Linked DNA regions of Mus musculus: regions 1 and 2 are each linked to region 3. The links are chromatin contacts, called in public Hi-C maps. All regions are on one chromosome and are shown on one strand. Each heading gives the region's core, a stretch centred on a gene start, on an enhancer-like site or on the middle of the called end of the contact. The rest is flanking DNA. Distances are from core to core; before and after follow the strand shown. Region 1 has its middle 17 kb from the start of A530065N20Rik. Region 2 overlaps A530065N20Rik (RIKEN cDNA A530046M15 gene). Region 3 has its middle 33 kb from the start of Tut7.

Evidence for each region. A called contact is a pair of places that touch in the nucleus more often than the background predicts.
Region 1: a Hi-C map of the C2C12 cell line shows a contact between it and region 3, with 3 times the contacts expected there. The contact joins two enhancer-like sites. A contact is called at or near these places in 7 of 484 Hi-C or Micro-C datasets (the C2C12 cell line, cortical neurons, myocytes and 1 more), 1 of 115 datasets of contacts at active chromatin or transcription factors (bone marrow-derived dendritic cells) and 1 of 9 other capture datasets (embryonic stem cells).
Region 2: a Hi-C map of muscle stem cells shows a contact between it and region 3, with 2.2 times the contacts expected there. The contact joins two enhancer-like sites. A contact is called at or near these places in 1 of 15 datasets of contacts at CTCF or cohesin (the NIH/3T3 cell line), 7 of 484 Hi-C or Micro-C datasets (the C2C12 cell line, muscle stem cells, nephron progenitors and 2 more), 2 of 115 datasets of contacts at active chromatin or transcription factors (embryonic fibroblasts and fibro-adipogenic progenitors) and 1 of 9 other capture datasets (embryonic stem cells).

Annotation. Positions count from the first base shown.
Region 1 is chr13:60,010,955-60,014,891 of GRCm38.p6, forward strand. No RefSeq gene overlaps it. Among named protein-coding and RNA genes, the nearest start is that of A530065N20Rik, 17 kb to the right of the region's middle. Within about 2 kb of position 1,552, at least 36 of the 459 cell types and tissues checked have an H3K27ac peak or open chromatin away from gene starts, as enhancers often do. A contact at or near this core is called in the C2C12 cell line and myocytes, where this site is marked.
Region 2 is chr13:60,067,863-60,071,703 of GRCm38.p6, forward strand. All of the region lies in intron 1 of A530065N20Rik (RIKEN cDNA A530046M15 gene), which reads left to right. Among named protein-coding and RNA genes, the nearest start is that of Gm35193, 25 kb to the left of the region's middle. Within about 2 kb of position 1,614, at least 39 of the 459 cell types and tissues checked have an H3K27ac peak or open chromatin away from gene starts, as enhancers often do. A contact at or near this core is called in muscle stem cells, where this site is marked.
Region 3 is chr13:59,854,470-59,858,386 of GRCm38.p6, forward strand. No RefSeq gene overlaps it. Among named protein-coding and RNA genes, the nearest start is that of Tut7, 33 kb to the left of the region's middle. Within about 2 kb of position 2,437, at least 33 of the 459 cell types and tissues checked have an H3K27ac peak or open chromatin away from gene starts, as enhancers often do. A contact at or near this core is called in the C2C12 cell line, muscle stem cells and myocytes, where this site is marked.

The sequences.
Region 1 (3,937 bases), core at 302-2,801, 160 kb after region 3:
ACCTTGCACACAGGAGGCTTGGGTTCAATCTCCAGCACTACAAAACAAAACCTATGTGGAAGGCAGACAGGGAAGAGAGCAAGGGGCTGAACGGCTGGTGATTTCCGTTTCAAGATCTTGCAAATAAGAACAAGAAAATGGGACTGGAAGTAGAGATCATTTCCTGCTAGATACTTCTGTGATCTAGAGTTTCATCTTCCTTAGAAATGGTGAGACACGGAAGACAAAGAGCATCACACATTTTTTAAAAAGTGATTTATTTTTAACTACGTATGCATGTGCATCTGTGTGGGTTTATCCACATGAGTGCAGCTGTCTGCAGAGGCCAAAAGAGGTCATTGGATCTCCTGGAACTGGAGATACAGAGTGAGGGTCCTCTGGGAGAGGACCACATGCTCTGAGCCACTGAGCTGAGTCTCCAGCTCCAGCATCACATTTGCTTGGTTCAGATTCACAAGTTGTAAAATGTTAAAATGTTTCTTTATTTACTTTTTTCTCAAAGAGCTGAGAATTGGCCTAGGGCCCCTGAGAGGGCTACACAAATATTTATCACTGAACTATACCCTCAGCTCTTTGTTGTGTTATAGTTAGTGCATGTCATAATACATGCATGTGTTTTTGGTGCGTGGTATGGTGTTGGAGGTCTGTGTAGGGATCGGTGTCCAGTGTATGGATCAGTTCACATAGTTGTTCATTTGTGGTATGAATGCTTGCAGCATTTGCCTTTCCAGATACTCAGGAATAGTCAATGGAATATTGTCAGCCATTGTCACCCTGCTGTGCGATACAAATCAAATTCGTAAGATCTGCCTGCCATTTTATTTTGTACTCTCTGACCACTCTTTTTCTGTCCCCTTACCCACTTCCCCACCCCTCTTCTGCTTCTGACAGCCACTGTGTTATTCAGCTTCTTCAGATCACCATGTAAATAAGATCATACTTTTTTTTTCTTTTAATCTGTCACTTAAAGGGAAGGGACTCCCCAAATCTAACTGATTTGCTCAAATCTTCCAGGGAGTGACCTCTTTTTCCATTACTGTTCATACTCCCTAGCCATAGCTTGGGAAATCAGGGCCTAGATTCTTAGCAGTGTTAAATTCTAAGACTACTTGGCAATGAAAACCCGATCTGAAGGAGTCAGAAGTTTGGATTTGAGTCTGGGCCTGCTGCCTTCCAAACAGGTGACCTTGAAGAAGCAACTGCCCCTTTGTGGTTAAGACTGAAAAAAAATTGGTTCCGATGATCTCCAAGCTCCAGCTATCAGACCCTGTGATATCCTTTACCGAGCCAGGAAGTTATGCTCACATCTTTCTCTCAATGTAATTCAGTCCAGTGTGGGGGAGCAGCAACAGACAGAAACAACTTCTGTTATCCCCCTTCTATCCCACGAGTCAGCACCAATTCCGTGCCAACCGTGTCCTTCTGTAAAGGATAGAGATCTAACCCACCAGGCTTCACCCGTCCTCATGAAACACGGAACAGAGGAGAATAGAGAAGGGTGCGGGGAGGGAAGGAGGAAGGGAGGGAGAGAAACAGAGGGGGAGAGATTATGTATTCACACTGAGCAAACCAAGCTTGTCTCATTCCTGGGCCCTGTGAACAGCTGTGGCCACAGCTGAAATATTCAACCCTACCAAATGACGACTTTCCCAACTCGGCCCCTCGCGTGCACCAGTGAAGTCACCAGCCGCTCAGTTTCCCAGCTTAGTAATGTGCGGGTCAAAGCCAAAGACATATTAAGAACAGATGGCCCAAGCTGACAGGGACAACTGCTCCAAAATATACTCATGGGGTGTGAGCTCTAATGCAAACAGGGGTAGGATGCTCCTCAGAGCATGCTAAACGTGCCTTTGGCTCTTTCCAACTCTCCACTGTTCCACTAGCATGTGACTGAGACTGTTGTGTTCCTCCACTTTGCTAATTACTGACCCCCCCAGAGAGCTGATCCAGAATGGTATCGAAAGATGGGGTCCCCAGGACCCTTGGAAACGAAGAGCATGATTCAGGTTGGCTTTCATTACCTATTCACTCGGTCAGTGACAAGTTGTTTAGAAGCCAATGACAAGCACCCCTAGTACCTACAGCAGTGTCATGCACTCTCACAGTCCTTCAAATGTTTACTGAGAATCTTCTATGAGCCATTATCTCAAAGACGGGCCTGTCTAATCTCTAAGAAGAACACATGCAACAAATCCAACCTCCTAGTTGACTTACCCCTCACTTTTGTAACACGGGAGTGTTTTATATCATATTCTTCAAATTTTTAAATGTTGCGTTGCCCACACAGCCGAAGTCTGTGCAATACAGACTGTGTCTAATCCAGAGAGCCTTGGTTAGCTGTTTTATGCTGAGACTCAATTAGTCACAGCATAGGGAGGTAGGTGATATCCAGAGCCAAAGCTGGGTCTTGCTATCATTCTCAAGAGGTTATGGGTACTTGGGGCCTTTGAAACAGGTACAGCTTTGTTATGGGTAGGCAGCGCTTAGATTAGAAGGTTTCCAGAGTGAATATCCAGGAGGAGGATGAATGGAGGGTCGCTCATATCACAGCAGGCTCCTTTGTGTGCACTGCTTGTAGAGGCAATCCTTGTGAGTAATTCCAGGCTTGAAGAAAGGGTTTGTGGGATAAAGTCTGACCCGTGGAAGGCTGCACTTCAGCGCCTACCTGTTGGAGGAGGGGCAAATACAGAGTTGGTCCTCTGCATCAATAGGTTCCACGTTCTCAGGTTCAGTCAAGCATGCATGACAATATTCCAAAAGATCAGGTCTGTACCAAGCATACCCACACACCCTTGTGATGATTCACTGAGCAATGCAGTGGCTGCTTACATAGTCTTTGCATGGTATTAGGCATTAGAAGTAACCTTGGGACCATGACAAGTCTGTGGAGGATGTATATAGGTTGCGTGAAGAAGCCAGAAGCTTCTCTGAGTGTGTCCAGCTGGACTGGGCAGGATATGCATAGGTTAAGAGAAGATTGGTAGCTGCCCTTCCTTGCTGCTGCTCAGAGCTGTGTTCCACTGTCTGCGGTTTCCACTTGTCCTTCTTTATAGCTCTGCATGGACTATGGATGTCTTGAAGTCAAGAGTCAGAGTTTTAGATCAGTGCCAATGTTTTCTGCAGTGAGCACTGTTGAGTAGGTTTCTCAGGAAGGTGGGTTTCATTAAATAAAAGATCTTTGCACTGGGCCTCTGATCCCAATTGCAAGCTCAGCTGGGTAGTAGGGTAGTGATCCCCTCCATTATTGTTCATCAGACTCTAGAAACTTCTTCTTCAGCACAGGGTGTGGCCGAGAGACCCAGGCCTGTAGTGTGGAGAACACAGCCAGCTGGATGAACAATGCTTATGTTTTGAAAGCACTGTGTCCTCTGTAGGATAATGTGGGCTTTGCGAAAACTCCATGCCCAGGCTCTCCAGGGGGCGAGAGACTTGGACACTGCTTTCTCCCTAGAAGGCTTCAGAGTCAGACTGATGGCTCCAACCCAGCCTGCACCTCCCAGATCCCTCCCAAGGTACCTCTAGCAGACCCAGATGGGAAGTGTCAGACCATCACAGAAACACACCAGCATACGCTGAGAAGTCTACGTTCCCATACGACAAGAGTTGCTCTTGTGTTCTTTAAGACACAGATTCACTCAAAAATATGATTGCTACCTGAAACCCCAGCCCCTATCCTTGTTTTCTCTTCATACTCACGTACCCTGCTAAGTCTAGCTTCTCAATTAACTTTGCAAGTTTCCCTTCAATCTGTGTTGCCAGTTGCTTAATAAAGACACCTGGTTCCCCTTGCCTGCTAGCCCCGGAGTCTCTACATTACAGCAACAATGACTATCCTCAAGCAACAAGACTCAGACCTCCATTCTTTCTGCCTTTTAGACGTTCTCTGCTCTGGTTCCAGAAAACCATGGTGGCTCAGACCTTTGTTACACTCTGGGCC
Region 2 (3,841 bases), core at 364-2,863, 210 kb after region 3:
TACCAGTGTGGGGCTTTGGTCCAGTGGAAGAAGGTTATGTCATCAGGGGCTTGTCCTTGAAGATGATACTGGAGCCTCAGACACCCCCCCCCCCTTGTTCTGCTTCCTGGCTGCCACAAGTTGAGCATCCCCCAGCTCTTTTCCACAATAAGTTCTTTCTCACCACAAGACTCCAGAACAGTGGAGCCAAGTGACTGTGTCTTGAAGTCAAAGGAACTAGGTGCCGAATTGATCTTTTCTCCCCACAGGCTGACCTCCTCAGGCATTTTGTCACCTGAACTGAAAGCTGGCTGATGCAGTGACGGCGGTTCTATGACATCCATGGGACATGCTGATCCCTCTTTCTGTCTGTGGGTGCTCAGAGGAGGGTACGATGTGCTGTGCTCTTTAGTTTTACATTTGCTTATGTTGGGAGCCTCCAAACTGTTTTGCACAGTGAACTCATTCATAGGAATTTCAGCCACATTGCAATGTCTTCATTAACCTATAAACCCAAAGGAGTTCAAGTGTACATTTGGCACAGTGAAGAGAGAGCTTACGCTGGTGGCTATTGAGATGACATTGACCCAACCTTTGGAGCCCGTTTCTAGCCTTCATGTGCATATGAAAAACATTTCCTCTCTTCCTAGTCCCAAAGACACCCAACAGAGTGTGGCAGAAGAGGGGCAACTGCTCTGGGAGGTAGAGGGGTGTCATAGAGGGGTGTCATAGTAGGGTTGCCATGGGATCGGGTCACATTTGCTGAGCCTCTTCGTGGGCCATAGTAAGTTTGCATGATGTGGGAAGCAGCCAGGTTGGTCCAACTGAGGAGATGCTTGCAGGTATCTGCAGGCTGTCAACCTGCAGAGTGGATCATCCAAAGGACGTTTCTGCAGGCAGGACTCAGACCTTCAGACCTCCACCTTTGACTTAGAGAGCAGGAGTGTGTGTGTGTGTGTGTGTGTGTGTGTGTGTGTGTGTGAGAGAGAGAGAGAGAGAGAGAGAGAGAGAGAGACTGTGAACTTACATGAAGCTATATGTACTTTGGAACTGAGACACCCCCTCCCCAATTTAAAACATCTCTCAACGAGATGACCCTGCCCAGCTATGTTGTCCATAGCCTTGAGTCCATTTTTTGACATAGTAGAGATAAGGAAGGTATGTGCCAGTCCCAAATGAAAAAAGTCAGGAACAGTGCTACATTAAGGAGGTGGGGGGGGGGTAATACCCCTAAAATCTAGGGGGAAAGTGTAGCGTGAAATTAAAGGCAAACTTGCCTATGATCCTGTTTCCCCATCTGAGCCTGGGAGATAAAAAGTGTAATAAATTCACTCATGTACACTCACTTTAAATATCAGAGCAGATCGGCAGTCTCACTGATGTGTGGTCAGACTTTGAAGTCTATCTGAGCTCCCTGGAATTCGCCCAGCCACTTTCCAGACCATGTAATCCATTGCAGATCCGGCCGCGTTATGCATTCCAGATGGTCACTGTCACTCTTCGTGGGTTCTCTCCCCTCTTTAGGTTACTGGGGTAATTGGGGAATAAGGAACGCATGCCCCAAAGTGAAAAGTGACATACCGTCACTGCCCTGCGTGGGCACCAGAGAGCCAAGAGAGTTAAACACTGTGCCTGGATGGAAGCATGGGGAGAGGGCAAGGAGGGAAAGGCCTCCAGGGTTCAGCTTGCAGCTTGCTAAGCCAGGAGGCTCCAGTGAGCTGGGAGAGCCAGCATTGCCTCAGGTCTGGGAAAGCAGAGCAGAAGCCCTAGCTCTCTTCCTTCTCTGGGTCTTACGGCCAACAAACCATTTCCTTGACTCTCAGATCAAGTGACCCAGTGATTGGGCCTCAGAGTCAGCATAATTATAACTAGAGGGAGCACTGGTTATCTTTACAGCTGGATAAGGGGAAAAGCTTTTACACGTCAGAAACATCCTCTACCTAACCTGTAAGGAGAGTCTAGGAAGCTGGAGAGCTGGGTACATGCTCACTAAGTTGAATTTATCTTTCTGTTTAATTTGAGGAAAAAAAAAGTCTCATGTAGCCCAAGCTGGACTCAAACTTGCTCTGTAGCCGAGGGTGGCCTTGAACTTCTGATCTTCTTGCCTCTACCTCTTGAGTGCTGAGGTTCCAGACAGGTGCTCTGTGGCCTTTTTATTCAGTACTGGGGATCAAATCCGGGGCTTGGTGCATTCTACCAATTGAGCTACACTCTTCCCCAGGCCCGGGCTTGCTTGATTTAATTCATTGTGAAAGGCTGCCAAGTGTCTTTTAACCCTCATGTTTGTGGTGATTGGACTCTCTAGTTCCTCACACAAAGTCAACATATGTGGTTAATAGGCAAAAAAAAAAAATGGTCACCAAAGGGACTGGTTTTTTTTTTTTTTGTATCCCTTCCTCCCCTGCCTGGTCCAGCTTGCCTGATTGAGTTATGTGGTGGCCTGTGTCTGTGACTGAATGTGCCTTTGAGTTACATTGATGTTTGATTCAGATTTATGAATGAAGTGAAATAACAGCACAGTGTGTATGTGAGCATGTGGGTACATGTGCATGTATGTGTACACATGTATACATGTGTGCACATGTATATACATGAATGTAGACCTCAGATAACCTCCTTTCTACCCAAGGAGGCAGTCATTCCAAAAAAATAACACCAGGGCTATGTAAAGTAGATCTCTCCTGCTAATGCTATGTATAGTTTTTCCCTTTTGTTTTTAAAGATTTATTTGCTTTGTGTGTGTGTGTGTGTGTGTGTGTGTGTGTGTGTGTGTGTGTGTATGTGTGTGTATATGCCACATATGTGGAAAAGTCCATAGCAGAGAGTAGACAGCATTGAATCCCATGTGGCCTCTAGAAGAGCAGGCAGCACTCTTACTCTGAAGAGCCAGATCCCTAGTTCTTCGTTGTCTTTTGAGACAAGGTTTCACTATGAAGCCCCGGCTGCACATGAATTCATGATTCCCCTACCCCCACCCCTGTCTTAGCCTTTGGAGGTCTAGAATTACAGACGTCATGTAGTATCATCCTTAGGTGAGAGAGGACATGTGTATGTGAGCATGTGGGTGCATGTGCATGTATGTATACACATGTATACATGTGTGTACATGCATATACATGCATGTAGAGCTCAGATAACCACATCCAATGTCATCTTTAAATGCTACCTTGCCTACTTTTCTTTTTTAAATTGAGGCAAAGCTGAGAACTCACCCAACTAAAAACTAGGAGGTCAGGCTGGTTGGCCAGAGAGAAGGTCTGAGTGGTATGCCCCGCAAGGACTGGGATTACAAGATCACAACACCTCACCCGACATTTTTGTTTTTGCTTTTCTTTTATGTAGGCTCTGAGGTCAAATGCAGATCCTCGGGCTCTATCACTGAGTTCTACTCCAACCCTATACTTTCTCCATTAAATCACTCTATCTTGCGTGTCACCTCAGAGGCCACCCCTCACCTTAGTAAGCACCAAGACCATCTACAAACCTTTTCAGGAGGTGAAGGACAACCTGGGTCTTTGGAGAGTCTGACTGAATGGATCTCAGGAGCATCTCACAGATCAGGCCACCTGCAGGGACCTAGAGGAGGCTTCAAAGCAAGCAAGCAAGCAAGCAAGCAAGCAAGCAAGCAAGCAAGCAAGCAAGCAAGCAAGCAAACAAGCACCTGTGCAGACTTCAACTGTGACTCTCTCTCATTTTCCCCACCCTAAAATTCTCAGTAAATCCACAACTCTTCCAGGGCAGTGAAGAGGGGACACCCTTCTTCCAGTCATCTGCTGCCTCCAGCGAGGAAAAAGAAAATGTGTTTTCTGAAGCAGCGAGCAACCAACCATCACAGACATCTGGCAGCTTCTTTCAGCCACTC
Region 3 (3,917 bases), core at 1,187-3,686:
CACAAACTCTTTCTCAACTAACTGGGGCCCTAGGTCTCATACCAGCCGTGATCTTCATTTTTAACGAAGGTCATTCATTTAAAGTCATTAAGCTCCTTTGTGTTTCCAACCTAGAGATGTTATACCTGTTACTGCCTGAGGGAGTTATATATTTAAATATTTCACTCCCACTCGACTTTCCATATATATTTTCCCTTCAACTAAAATAAATAAAAATTTATCTTAAGCAAGAAATGCATGGTTTGACATAATGACATAATACATCCCCAAATGGTGTAAAATAAATTTAATAATTTGCCTCCTTTTTAGTTTTTGAGACAGGGTCTCATGTAGCTCAGGATGACCTCAACTTTGCTATGTAGCCAAGGATGGCCCTGACCTTATGATCCTCCTGCCTCCACCTCTCCAGGGTGGGGATTATAGGCATACACTACAACTTTCAGTCTACTTGATTTTAGGGATCAAATCCAGGGCTTCATGCATGCTTGGCGAGTAGTCTCTTAGATGAGCTGCGCTCCTAACCCCCATTTTTCTTCTTTTAAGCTAGGCATGTGGGCGCATGCACGTAACTCTTTTCATTTGCAAGGAGAGGCTGGAGAATTACAAGCTTAAGGTAACCTAGGCTACATGATAGTTCTCAAAATACGCACAGGGTTCTTTAAAAATAGTGGGCAATAATTGGCAGCGAAACCTCGTGGACTATCCAAATAAGGCTGGTTATTAATCTAGAGATGAGTATCATCTCTACCCATTCTCCCGCCCCCTGTCATCTTGAGTCCAGGTAGTGTTGCTTATACAACATGTGTTTAGAGCTTACCACTCAGGCCTGGGTAACCAACCTATTAGGAGGCTTGTTCCTCCTCCTGCAGCCATTGATCATCTTCAGCTTTTCACCTAGGGGCGGGGCCCTGTGAAATCCCCCCACCTATGCTCATGGTCAGTGTTGAGGTCTTGTTAGGATGACCATACTGTTGTCATTTCGTGGACACAGCATTCCTGCCCTGTCTGGAAGAAAGGACCTCACAGCAGGCTTCCTGGACCTTGGGCTCTTGCAGTCTCTCCCTCTTCTCTTGCTTGCTATTCTTTAAGCTTCCGGTTTAGGGTTGTGCTGTAGATGGACCGAATGGGGTTGGTCACCCAGAGTTCGCTCCGTCTCAGCCTTTAACCAGCTGGGCATCTCTGCTGTAGTCTCCATCTGGTGCAAAAAGAAGCATCTTCGATGAGGAATGAGAGGCAGACTTAAGTGTGAGTGTAAGTACTTAGAACACAGTTTGAAGCTGCATCCATGACTGGCAAGATGGCTCAGTGGGTAAGAGCGCTTGCTGACTGCTTCTTCCTGAGTTCAAATCCCAGCAACCACCTAAATGAGATCTGACACCCTCTTCTGGTGCGTCTAAGTCAGCTACATGTACTTATGTATAATAATAAATAAATCTTTGAACTGGAGCAAGCAGAGATCCTAAAAATTCAATTCCCAACAACCACATGAAGACTCACAACCATCTGTACAGCTACAGTGTATCACATACATTAAATAAATAAATCTGAAGAAGAAGAAGAAGAAGAAGAAGAAGAAGAAGAAGAAGAAGAAGAAGAAGAAGAAGAAGAAGAAGAAGAAGCAGCTGCAGCCATCTAGAAAAACAGCTTACAGCACCAGGCAAGGGTTCCCTCTTGTTGAGTAGGCTTTAAGTCTTATGAGACGGCAGTTGGTATATTAATGCCACAATCACACCGTTTGGGAGTATCTTGCCATGCCGGTCACGGTCATTGCTATCATGACTTGCAAAAACCCAAATCATAGTCCTGAATAGTCTCTTAAATGCTCCAGGATGTACGTTCTCTGCATCAAACAAAACAAAACAAACCAAAACAAGCTTCCCTCAAACTTCCCCCAAATCTAAAAGAAATGAGCAGCAATTCCCACATGAACCATACAGAAGCTGCGCCTTTCCGTCCTTAGGGAAAAGGTGAGTGCAGAGACTGAGGTGCCGCGCCGTCCTCCTCTGCATGGCCGGTAGAGGGAGCAGCTCACCAACCCTTGATTTCTGGCCCTGATGCTAAGTGGATAGAAGACTCACCCCTCAAACGTCCCAGAACACAGACTTCTAGAGACAAAATAGTCTAGGACTATGATTTGGGTTTTTGCAAGTCATGATTTTCCGTTAAGTTATTCACAGAGTTCTAGAATTACCTTATTATAGTTGGACAGTGTTTGAGGGCGCAGCCTAAACATTGTCCTTCCGTTTCGCCTCCCTTAGAAAAAGTCATTTGAGCATTTCATCCCAAGTCCACAAAAATCTGGCCTGGGTGCTTACCCCAACAATTGGGTTAGATTCTCAGGGTCCAAGATCACTTGTGCAAGGTTGGGTTGAACTTTTTTTTCTCTTTCCTAATCCTTGAGCCTTTGATGTGGCGGTGGAGTGGGAACTGGGCCGAGTTCTTCCTCCCTGACTCATCAGCTCCCAGCTTGGGTGTCTCCAGCGTACTCCATGCTGCGTCTCTTGCTGACTTTGTTGGGACAGCACCTATCTTATGCTATCCCAGTTCACTCTCCCACCTTACTCTTCACTGGCAACCCGGCTATGACCAAATCGCCGCCGCTCGCTCTGCCTCATCTCAGGGCCATTTGCTTATTCTCTCTCCAGTCTGTCATGCACTTCCGGTTCCAGTCACAGGCTTATGCAGGGCTGCATTGCTTCTTTCTTGGAAATCCACGCTTTAGTGCGTCCCAGCCCCTCTTTGCAAGCACTTCTAGCAGTCTTGTGGTACCTCTTCTATTTTCCCTGTCTTTTAAAAATATTTATTTTAATTTAATGTGTGTGAATGTTTGGCTGTATGTTTATATGTACACCACATGCATGGAATATCCAAGGAGGCCAGGAGAGGGTGTTGGGTCCCCTGGAGCTGTAGTTACAGGCAGCTGTGAGCCAGTCAGCGTGAGGGTTGGGATCAAAGTCACGCACCACCACACGTGGGCTTCTTTTTCAATTATTATTATTATTTTTTAATCACCCACTAGTCTGGTTAGTGCTGTTTATACATTCATGAATGTAGAACTATACACTGGACCATTGGAAACCTATCGGTAGCCATAAAGGATCTTTTTCCCTCTTCAAGAAACTTCTGTTGCCAAACTCACTAAGAGCTCAGCTTCACTAAGGGGTGGGGTCTCACTAAGGGGTGGGGTCTCACTAAGGGGTGGGATCCATTAAGGGGTGGGGCTTCAGGAAAAGGTAGGACCTTAGCAAAAGGTGGGGCCCAGAGACCATCTGCTCCATCTGTGCTTGAGATTTTTTTTTTCTGGCTTGATCTTGTATAGGTCTTATGCAGGAAGCCACAGTTACTGTGAGCTCATGATTTTGATAGCCCTATTGTGTCCTGAAGACAATATTCCATGACACTCGTCTCATCCTCTGGATCTTACATTCTTTCTGCCTTCGCCTCTGTGACGGTTTGTGAACCTCAGTCGGGGAGGAGTTTGATCCCACTCAGGGCTGAGTTCTCTATCTCTAGATCCAGTACTACGACCAGTTATGTGTCTCTGCGTTGACTGCTGCCCACTGCAAACAGAAGCAAGATTCTGTGACCAAGAATAGAGCAGCTCAGATCTGTGGGTATAAACATAAGTATTTAGTAGGAAATCTGACAGCATGACCATCAGGCAGAATAACAATAGCTGGCTCCACCCTAGGCTCTTTGACTTCCTCAGTTTTTGACTGGTATTATAGTATTAGGCATGACATTGCCTCCCGTGGATGGGCCTCAAATCTAATCAGAAACTGGATAGTTACCCCATAACATCTGCACTATCATGCATGACTATCATGGCAGTGGGCACCTGTTTCTCTGCATGTCCATATTGTAGCATTTAAGGTCCATGCTGGCCCATTTCCGTCTTTTTGTCCCCAGCAGCTTAC